2 separate regions of the Rattus norvegicus genome follow, and region 2 is linked to region 1. The links are chromatin contacts, called in public Hi-C maps. All regions are on one chromosome and are shown on one strand. The core of a region is the stretch at or near the end of the contact, and the rest is flanking DNA. Distances in the headings are between cores, read along the strand shown.

Region 1 (4,790 bases), core at 1,952-4,451:
AAGATTTTGCATTCTCTAGGGAAAACCATTCTCGTATCGTATGTTAAAAGCTCAGACTCCAGATCCTACACACCCTGGAAAATTCTAATGCTCTGGGCAGAGCTGGGGAAAAACCTGTGCCTTTCTCTACTGCACCTCTCTGGAGTGCTCAGCCCTCAGCAGGAGTCAGCCTGGTAAAATTCACGGCCCTCACTGCCCTCTTGTGGCCAATGTTACTACCCACAGGGAGACGAGAGGCAAGGGAGCAGGCGTAAGTGGTCTGGCTGGTTCCGGGCTGTCTCTGAGGACTTGCTTAGCTCGGCTAGATGCCAAAATGTGCCACCAAAAACCCCACTAAATTGTTGTTTTTGTCAAGGTTCCAAGCTTGTTAGCCTGGCTTCTTTTCTGGAAGCATGTTTGCTTCCTTCTGATGATGTAACATCACAGACAGTAGACCCCCGTCTGTTCCGAACCTCCTACTGTTTGGCTCTCCATGCCCAGGCAGATCTCACAGTTTAGCTTCTCCCAGAACCACCGTCCCCACTTCCTGTCTCTGCACTAGCTATCTATGGCCTGACCAGCCACCTGGGCCCTGGCTCTCCCAATCGCTCTGATCCTGTCCTTCGGCACCCCAACAGGAGGACTGTTAATCAGATAAAACTCAAATGCTGCAGAGAGACAAAGCCCTACAAGAGAGCCTGCTCTGAAACCAGAACCATGTTGGACGTGTTCACTCCCTACTTACTATCCGCCCCTTCCTCCCATACACACCCATTTTATAATTTCATGTTCATTGTTTGTCCTGATCCCGTCAGTTTCCAATCCTAATGAGAATCCCAAGATAGGCAGATTCACTGAGCAAACTCACATAGCCGTTATAGGAAATACTCATTGAGTCAATACTCAAACCAGATCTCATGAGCAGAGTCCTCATCTGTAAAGTCTTTATGCATTCATCTGCCTCTGTCCACAGCCCAGAGGCCACTTGAATCCTGAATTTAAACACTACTGTTATACCTGAGTATTGACTTCTCTCAAATCAACTCCTCCCCAGGAGGCTGTATCCCAACCATTGTAAGACAATGTAGTATCATGATTACAATTAGATTTTGTAATGAGAACTGAATAGGAATCTATGCTTGCTGATGAAAGACTAGATGGCTGTAGGCTCTTGATTGAACTGTCAATCTCTGTCTCCTCATCTGTGAAATGGGAATGCTGTTTTACTCAAAGATTGTGTTAAGGTAGAGATGAAAACTGTGCTTATTGTATTTCACATTCATAAGAGTAACTGAGTGAATATTATTATCACTCATTATGAAGTCTGGACCTTGTAGGCCTCAGATGATTATATCCCATGGATAGAGTCCTTTGTAGATCTAGAGTATACATGTTCCCACAGCTCTTTTCTGGATAGTCAGCTCCCTGGGAATTCTCTTGGGAGGGCTCGAATTTGACACTGTTCTCCAATGTGATACCGCTGAGTACATTCTCCTTCAATCTTGGCACAGTTATGCCCTTGAGGCTAGGAACTGGCCTGGAGCCTACGAAGCTCAGTGCTTCTCCTAAGTCCCTATTGATCTTCAGCCATCTGTTAACCAGTGAGAAATATTCACCCTTTCTCTGCTGGAGGTTGTCCTTCCTCAAACCCACTTTACTTCCTCTTGACAGTATCGTGACTGTCAACCCAGCCATTCAGGGTTGCTCAGTCTGGACCAGGGGACACTACACTTTCAGTGTTGGGAACTGAAGCTGGGGTTTCATACACACTAGGCAAGGGCACAAACACTGAACTCTTTTCTAATCAGGAATCAGAGTGCCATCTGCTTTAAGTACTGCGATTTAATCCTTCCAAGAAACTGAGCAGAGTGAAGGACTGTAGGATATACTAGCTACCCTTCAACATTATCACTTTGCCATCAGGATTATTTTGAGCTGAAGACAGTTAGGAATGTATTTTAAAACTAAACAAACAAGCTTTGTCTCCTACCTTTCCACAAGGAAGTGACACTCCAACATACATGCTTCTATACTCCCTACTAGGAGACTCTAGTCTTACCACCTCACCCTTGGGTGTTATTACTTCTTCATATATTTAACTTCCCCAATTTGGCTGCCCTGAAAGTCCTGAGACTCCATTCTTCATCTTGTTACATCACTAAAAACTTGCTTTTCTTCTGTCAAAATGCCACATAAACTCAAGCTCTAAAGAGCCCTTTGAGTCACTCATGCCCGGGTACCCCATATATCTATGGTACACGTGCCAACAAACTTCTTGTGTTTCTCTTGTTTTCCCACCTTTTGTTACTCTGTAGATCCCCAGAGAGATGGAGAATGAGTTTCCTCTACCTACAAGAATAGTCTGGGTTCAGAGAAACAGGCCAACAGGCATATGCTGTAAAACTCTGTCAAAACGTCCTTTGTGCTACACCAGGGTCAGTAGCCTCTGCCCCTACCCTAAACTCTGATTTGCTGACTTAGATATCCCCCTGTCTCACTCCTAAGTTTCTGTGGTAAGGGTCTCCTGTCTCACATTGGTCTGTCTAGAGTCAACAGTTACAGAGCTGCTGAGATGGGAGATGACCCATTCCTCGGGATGACAGAATGAAGTCAAATTCATATCCTGAACAATGTTTGCTAGACTCATTGGTAATGTTTCCTTAAATCTTCCCTCTGTCCTCCAGGACACAGAGCTGGGAGCACTGCTGAGAGCACTGTGCTGTACATTTAAGACAGAATAAAAAATCTTCTCTACGATCGGACAGTGATAGCCAGACAGCCTGGCTCATGTCTGCTTCCCCTCGCCGACCTTGGCAAAAATTATATTCTGGAAGTTTCCTATCTGCCAACTGAGGGAGCTGGGCTGGATGACCTACGAGGCCTCTCTTGCGCCGATGGGTTAATACCCTGCTCACCGGAATGAAAGAGGGTCAGACTCAGTCATTTAGTGTCATTGTCCCTTTAAAAATATCTCCAGTCATTCAGATCATATCACCCTCCTTATCCATCAGCAAACCTCATTTAATACACAACCTCCATAAATGGCTTGCTTAAGGACACAAAATGAGTCATTTTCAGAGGCCTATACAGTAATTTATGTCTCCCTGCCAGTTTTCTTCCATCAAGACAAGAGGACAGAAACAGTCCCTGCCATTCCCCTGCTCCATTAACATTGCTTAGTGTTAAAACAGTAAGCAGAGGCCTTTTGCCTGGCTGGCTCCTGTGCCCTGTGTTCTTACCTAAGCAAACAAAACCCAGTTTCATGCAAATGGTGTAACAGAACTCAAACTTAACCCATCAGGAACTGCCAACTAAGCTCTGCTAGGGACTTCCTGCCTGACCCGACCCAGATAAATCAAAAGGCTCACTCCAGACAGTCAAGTGATCTCTCTACTGTCTCCCAGTTCAGGGACTCTGTATCATTTCCCAACTCCCAATGCCTTTGATGTCCAAATACACTCTATGAAGTCTACTTAGTCTGAAGCTTTTAACAGAAGGTTTTTCTCCATCTAAAGCTTCCTGTTAACTGAAATATTACATTTCAAAGGAAAGTATACTTAAACACATGGACCATCATTCAACACTGGCTTTCAACCAGCATGAAAGAACACTTAGAAATTGAGAAACTATCAGCTCCCCCCGCTTTAAAAAAAAAAAAGGAAAAAAAAGAAGCTTTATAATAAAGCTTTATCAAGACATGGCTAGCAGACCACTTGGAGACTGGAGAGATATATCAGAGTTTTATTAAAAATCAGTATTGTCCATGCAAGGCTCACCAGCAACCCACCAAGTCAACATAGGCTCAGCCCTGAGTCAAATTCCCAGGCTAGCAGAACTAGCTCCAGAGAAAAGCACTGAGAGCAAACGTCTTTTCTCAAGGTAACATTATCTTATCTTTGACTTTGTTTCCTTATCTGAGAAAAGATCAAAGAACCCCTGCACTGTTAGAAGCAACATAGCAATCACGACTCCCATATGACTTATAAGAGCTCTGCCCAGGAAGTTTCTTATTATTATGCTTAATTACATGGTCATAATTTTCATGGACAGGGCCGGTTTGTCTGAAAAAGTCCTGAATATCCTATCCAGGTATAAGAAGATCCAAAGGTTCCCCTAAGCCCCTGTGGATGGAGTAGAGGAACATGAGCAGGAGGGGCTAGAAACCAGAATGTGCGTGTGGTTGGGACAAAATAGGAATACATGTCTAGACCTTGAAACTAAAGGACACAGAACTGAGCACGGGCATGCGCAGATGAAGCCAGAGAGTAAGCCTAAAGACAGGAACAAGAGTAAGGACTGGTGGGCAGAAACACACCTACCCACCCACCCCCAACCCACGCTACAAGATGAGCACACAGCATGGTCCTTAAGCCTCCTGAGCAGCTCTGAACTCACTCCCGGGACAGGACAGAAAGTGAAAGGGCCAAAAGAAAGATCCAGACTGGGGTTGGGGATTTAGCTCAGTGGTAGAGTGCTTGCCTAGCAACTGCAAGGCCCTGGGTTCAGTCCCCAGCTCCGAAGGAAAAAAAAAAAGATCCAGACTTCACTGTTGACACAACTGTCTTATTTAGGGTTTTTGTCTTATTTAGGGTTTTACAGCTGTGCAGAGACAACATGACCAAGGCACTTCTTATAAAGACGATGCTCCTAACAGTTCCCCTTTGGCAGATTCAATGAAGAATTTGAACATCTCTACCTCCAGGCTAGGCAATACTTTGTGGCTAGGCAGCCACCAGGCAAAACTGCCCATTTCATCTGCAGACTAATACTGTCCAGAAAAGAACAAATTATGCAGAATAATTGACTGGTAA
Region 2 (4,736 bases), core at 1,183-3,682, 590 kb before region 1:
CCTAGCCTTCTTTTAAAGTCTTCTAATTGCAAATTAGTATTAGCTTAATTGTTTTTCTGTTTTAATGTGTAGCCAGAAATTTTCTAAAAGTAACTTACTTCCAATTGGCTTAGTTGTAAGCTAATTAATTCCTAACAAAACTGTGCAACATCATTGCCAATTATCAGACAGACACAGACTCTCTCTGTCTCTCTCTCTCTGTCTCTCTCTCTCTGTCTCTCTCTCTCTGTCTCTCTCTCTCTGTCTCTCTCTCTGTCTCTCTCTGTCTCTCTCTCTCTCGGAAAGAAAAGCATAAAAAAACCATCAACTCTGCACATTGTAATCAGCACTGGAGAATCTGTGAGACAAGTTCCTCTACTTTTGTGCACCAGCTCAGACCTGAGCTTTCTTTCTAGTGTCATTCTGTCTCTCAGAAATATACTGAGATGAATACTCAACCATTTCACCTTCAAACAGTCAGTACTTGTGGATCCTTAAACCTTATAGCTTTCATTCTAACCAAATTCAATAAAAATTCTGTTCTTTCACCTCCTTACAGTGTCTTTTATGATCATGATAGAAATAGCTTTGTGCACACAGACGAAGGCAACCTCAGAGTTATGTTAATAGGTTCTACTCCCAACATACCTGTTTCCAAGCTCATTTCCCTTATTTAGTGAGGCTTTATATCTTGGCATCCAACCATCCATCCATCCATCCATCCATCCATCCATCCATCCACCCACCCACCCACCCACTCATTTTTAGAAACGTATTCCTCGTTTCCTCTAAGAAAACTGGGATGAAGTGTGCCTCTGACGATTGTAATGCAGACCTCTGAGCAACAAGGTAGGCATGAGGAGGCTGAAGAGCTCTTCACTGCCCTTGGTTCAGCGTCAGGGTTGCTTGCACCTTCTAACTGCTCTGGCATACGCCCCATCCACAGAGGCTGGTCGTCTTCTACCGGGGACACTGCAGGCAGGATACATATGTGGGAAGGAAGTGGGAACACACCTGCTCATGAGCCAGATGACTGAGATCAACACTAGAGATCAGCAGGATGCTCACCGTCACACTCAGAACAATAATTCTATTTTTCAGTATATTGAGTATCTAAACAACCTAGTGATGACTTAAAGTGTTCAAGAGATGTGTGTAAGTACATTATATGCAGATATCCTGCCAACTTCTAAAAAGGGGTTGAACAGTAATGGATTTCAGTATCTGCTGCAGGCTCTAGAACCAATGCCCTGCGATTACTAAAGGGTGGCAGTGCTTCCCTTTCCTCTGCCCTCTGCCTTCCCCTAGGCCAGGAACGACCAACTGAGGGTAGCTGCCACCAGAGCATCATTCGTGGGTTCTTAAAGCAGTAACTTATCATTCCCTGATAGGTTCCCTCTGTGGTTCAGTGTATGAGACACACCAATCTCCTCCCAAGGCCTCCCCTATGTCTGTGCACAGCTTCTCCTTCTCGGCCTCCATACACACATTCCTTCTACTCTCTCCCTTGGGTGTTTGCTGTTGTTAACCAGGGTCTCACTGGCCTAGAACTCACGATCCTTGCTTGAGTATTGGGATTACCTTTCTTTATCTACTTCAAAAGTTTCTTTCAGTGGCTAAGTAGTATATGAACAGGAGAAGTTTTAGAGTAGGATTACATAAGTTTTACTTTTATTAAATAGACAATAGCCCAAAGCTTTGCACTGTGCTAGTGTACAGAAGTCCTGATAGCAGTTATATATAAAAGACAGAGGCTTTAAAACCAACTCCTGGCAAGATTACAATTTACAGATATAAACCATTCCAAGTACTACTAAGCACATAAATCTTCAATAAACTACTGTATTTATCCTTGGAAAGAAGAATACACTTATTAATCTGCCCTGTGACTCTGGAAGGCACTTACCCATTGTGTCTCCGGAGTCTACCTCACACTTTGGGAACAGGCGTGCTCATTCATTCATATCACCTGGGTACCAAGTGCTGTGCTAAGTGAGTCACAGACTGAACTTTACAGAGAGAATTTCTGTTTTCATGAACCTCGTTACATTGTCTTTTATGATTATGATACAGTTACATCTAAGGATCTGCTTCCAGTATGCCTTTTTCAAGCTTAATTCCTTACGCAGTAGAGCTTTACATATTGGCTTTACTTATGTGTTTATTTATTTTTAGAAATTTATTTCTCGTTTTCTATAATTTAGTACACAAACACTTGGCAGAATGTTAGACTCACAAACAAGGTTTCAAAAGTGTGATGGCACTATAAAGACAGACTACTCTGTAGGTCTAGGTAAGTGCCACCTCAGACTCGGAACAGGGGAGGCGGGACCCGGCTAAGCATGTTCTAAGAGCTTGGCAAGAGTTTAAGAGCCACTGCTGGCTTCAAGCACTGCCCAGAGCAAACTGCGGCCCGTGTGCAACAAACTTTCAGTGATGAGAAATATCTGAGAGGGAAAGACATGTTGTGACCGTGGGTGGCGCTGTGGGTGCCGATGCAATAAGAACAGAAGGGTGCACATTCTGCATGCCATGCCAATCTTCAGTGGAGAGCTGCTTCCTCCTGCCATCACTGTGCCTGTCAGACTCCACATGCATCAGCCCTTTTTAGACAGACTAGTACCAGCAACTCTCCAGTACACTTCCAGACAGCTGTCCCTCAGATTCTGAGGCTTCTAGTTTCTAAGTAGCCATTAGTTTTTCCTGCTTTCCAGTCTATAGATGATCTTTTTGGGACTACTGAGAATCTGATCACATAAGCCAATGTAATATATTCTGTCATTTAAACACACACACACACACACACACACACACACACACACACACACACACACACGTATAGGTTTTGTTCATCTGGAGATCCCTAATATAGTTATCTAGAGGAGAGAAACATGGAAACATGACTGGAGTTGTGTATTAGGAAAGCTGGCATTATCGTTACACGTAAGATTAACTGAAGTACAGATGCTGGGTGCAGGATAATGAAAGCAGGCTCACACAGTGATCTATACAATAACGCAGTCCCCAGGAGTGCACGGCACAATCCACTGCTATTGGAGAGCCTTGTCTTTATTACCACATTTAAAGTTCCTTAAGTGTAGGAACGTTACTGTCCTCTGGTATCACCTGTTCTGGGATGTCATAGGCCTTGTAAAATCACTGGGAATAATTAGTAAAATGCCTCCCATGACTTGAGAATACATACCTCTTCACTGAGCAGGGGCACACATTCAGGCTGCAGGGGTCTCGGAACTGAGAGGCCAGGTCCTGGCAGAGACACATTTGACAGACGTCTCTTTCTTACTCCACTGCAGTTATTTGGAATCTTGAAGGCACATCGTTTATGATAATTTAATCCACAGCCTAAATATATTTTAAGAGTAAAATATAAAAATTTTAAATGTAACTATTTGAAATGTGACACATAAAAAACAGTCTTTATTTCTGCCAGTAACAATACCAACCTTAATTAAGAACTAAGATAACAGATGACGTGGAACATAACAAATTCAAGAATAAGAACTGTATAGAAAAGTTTATTTAGAAAAGTTATATTGCCTGGAGTAGTGAGTCTTGACTTGTGATAGCTAGCACAACCCCCTGGAAGTTTATTAGAAACATAAATTACTAGGCTCACCCCTGAAGCTACAGACTCGGAACAGTGGAGGTGGAGCCCGGCTAAGCATGTTTATGAACGTGGCAAGGGTTTAAGAGCCACTCCTGGCTTTAAGCACTGCCCAGTGACAAACTATATGAAACTCAAATCTCAATGTTTCTGAACATAAAATAATAACAAATGCTAATATAGAGTATCGGTGTCATGTAAGTATAACACACAATTGTACAACATAAAGGCTGTATGTGTACCATGTGTGTGCAGGGATCTGTGTATGAGTATGGAGGTGAGAGATGAACTTCAGCTCCCATTACTGAGGAGACCTATGTTGGGGCAGCATCTCTCACTGGGGCCTGGAACTGTAAGAAAGCCCCCCTTGTCTCCTAATTTGCCAAGAACATGTCACCACGCCCAGCTTTTACAAGGGTTCTGGGGACTGCACTCAGGTCCTCATGCTTGTGTGGCAAGCCCTTTACTAAGACATCTCCCTTACTTTATAAACATGTTTTATTGCAACACAGTCTATTGTTTATTGACATATTTTTTTCTTTGTCTGAATGTTTTGTCTTCATGTATGTATGTGTATGTGTGTATATATATGTATGTATGCGTGTGTATGTATGTATGTATGTGTATATGTGTGTGTGTGTGTATCTCACATACATGCTTGGTGCTCTGGGCATGAGATCCTTAGGAACTAGAGTCACATATGGTTGTGAGGCACCGTGTGGGTGTTGGATATTGAACCCGGGTCCTCTGAAAGAGCAGCCAGTGTTCTCGGCTGATGAGCTACCTCTCTGGTTCCTACAGTTAGTTCTATACTACAGCAGCAGAGTTAGACACTATAGAAACCACACACCTGCAAAGCCTTTGTAAAGTATTTGCCTGCTGGTATTTTACAAAAAAAGTTCACTGACCCGCCACTGCTTCTTGAAGAGACTTCTGTCTGATGAACTGCTATGCCCTAGCAAATCTAACTTACCAAATTTACCACTGTACAGAAAAAACTAAAAATATAATAAAACTCTATATTGTAGGTGGCTAATAGTTACTAAGCCACTGTTCTGTCAACTATTTTATTCACGTTACCTATTTAACCATTTATGATACTGGAAGAGTATCTTTCACAGAGAAGGCAGTC

What was found. Hi-C and Micro-C count contacts between places; a contact is called where the count stands out from the background.
Region 2: a contact with region 1 is called in a Hi-C map of liver, with 2.5 times the contacts expected there. The contact joins two enhancer-like sites. A contact is called at or near these places in 7 of 12 Hi-C or Micro-C datasets (the A7r5 cell line, Schwann cells, frontal cortex and 4 more).

Annotation. Positions count from the first base shown.
Region 1 is chr6:21,232,017-21,236,806 of GRCr8, reverse strand. No RefSeq gene overlaps it. Among named protein-coding and RNA genes, the nearest start is that of Rmdn2, 41 kb to the right of the region's middle. Within about 2 kb of position 3,201, at least 6 of the 93 cell types and tissues checked have an H3K27ac peak or open chromatin away from gene starts, as enhancers often do. A contact at or near this core is called in liver, where this site is marked.
Region 2 is chr6:21,825,462-21,830,197 of GRCr8, reverse strand. It overlaps Prkd3 (protein kinase D3), which reads right to left. Exons shown (of 18, transcript NM_001024263.2): 4 at 3,185-3,342. Among named protein-coding and RNA genes, the nearest start is that of Prkd3, 36 kb to the right of the region's middle. Within about 2 kb of position 2,432, at least 1 of the 93 cell types and tissues checked has an H3K27ac peak or open chromatin away from gene starts, as enhancers often do. A contact at or near this core is called in liver, where this site is marked.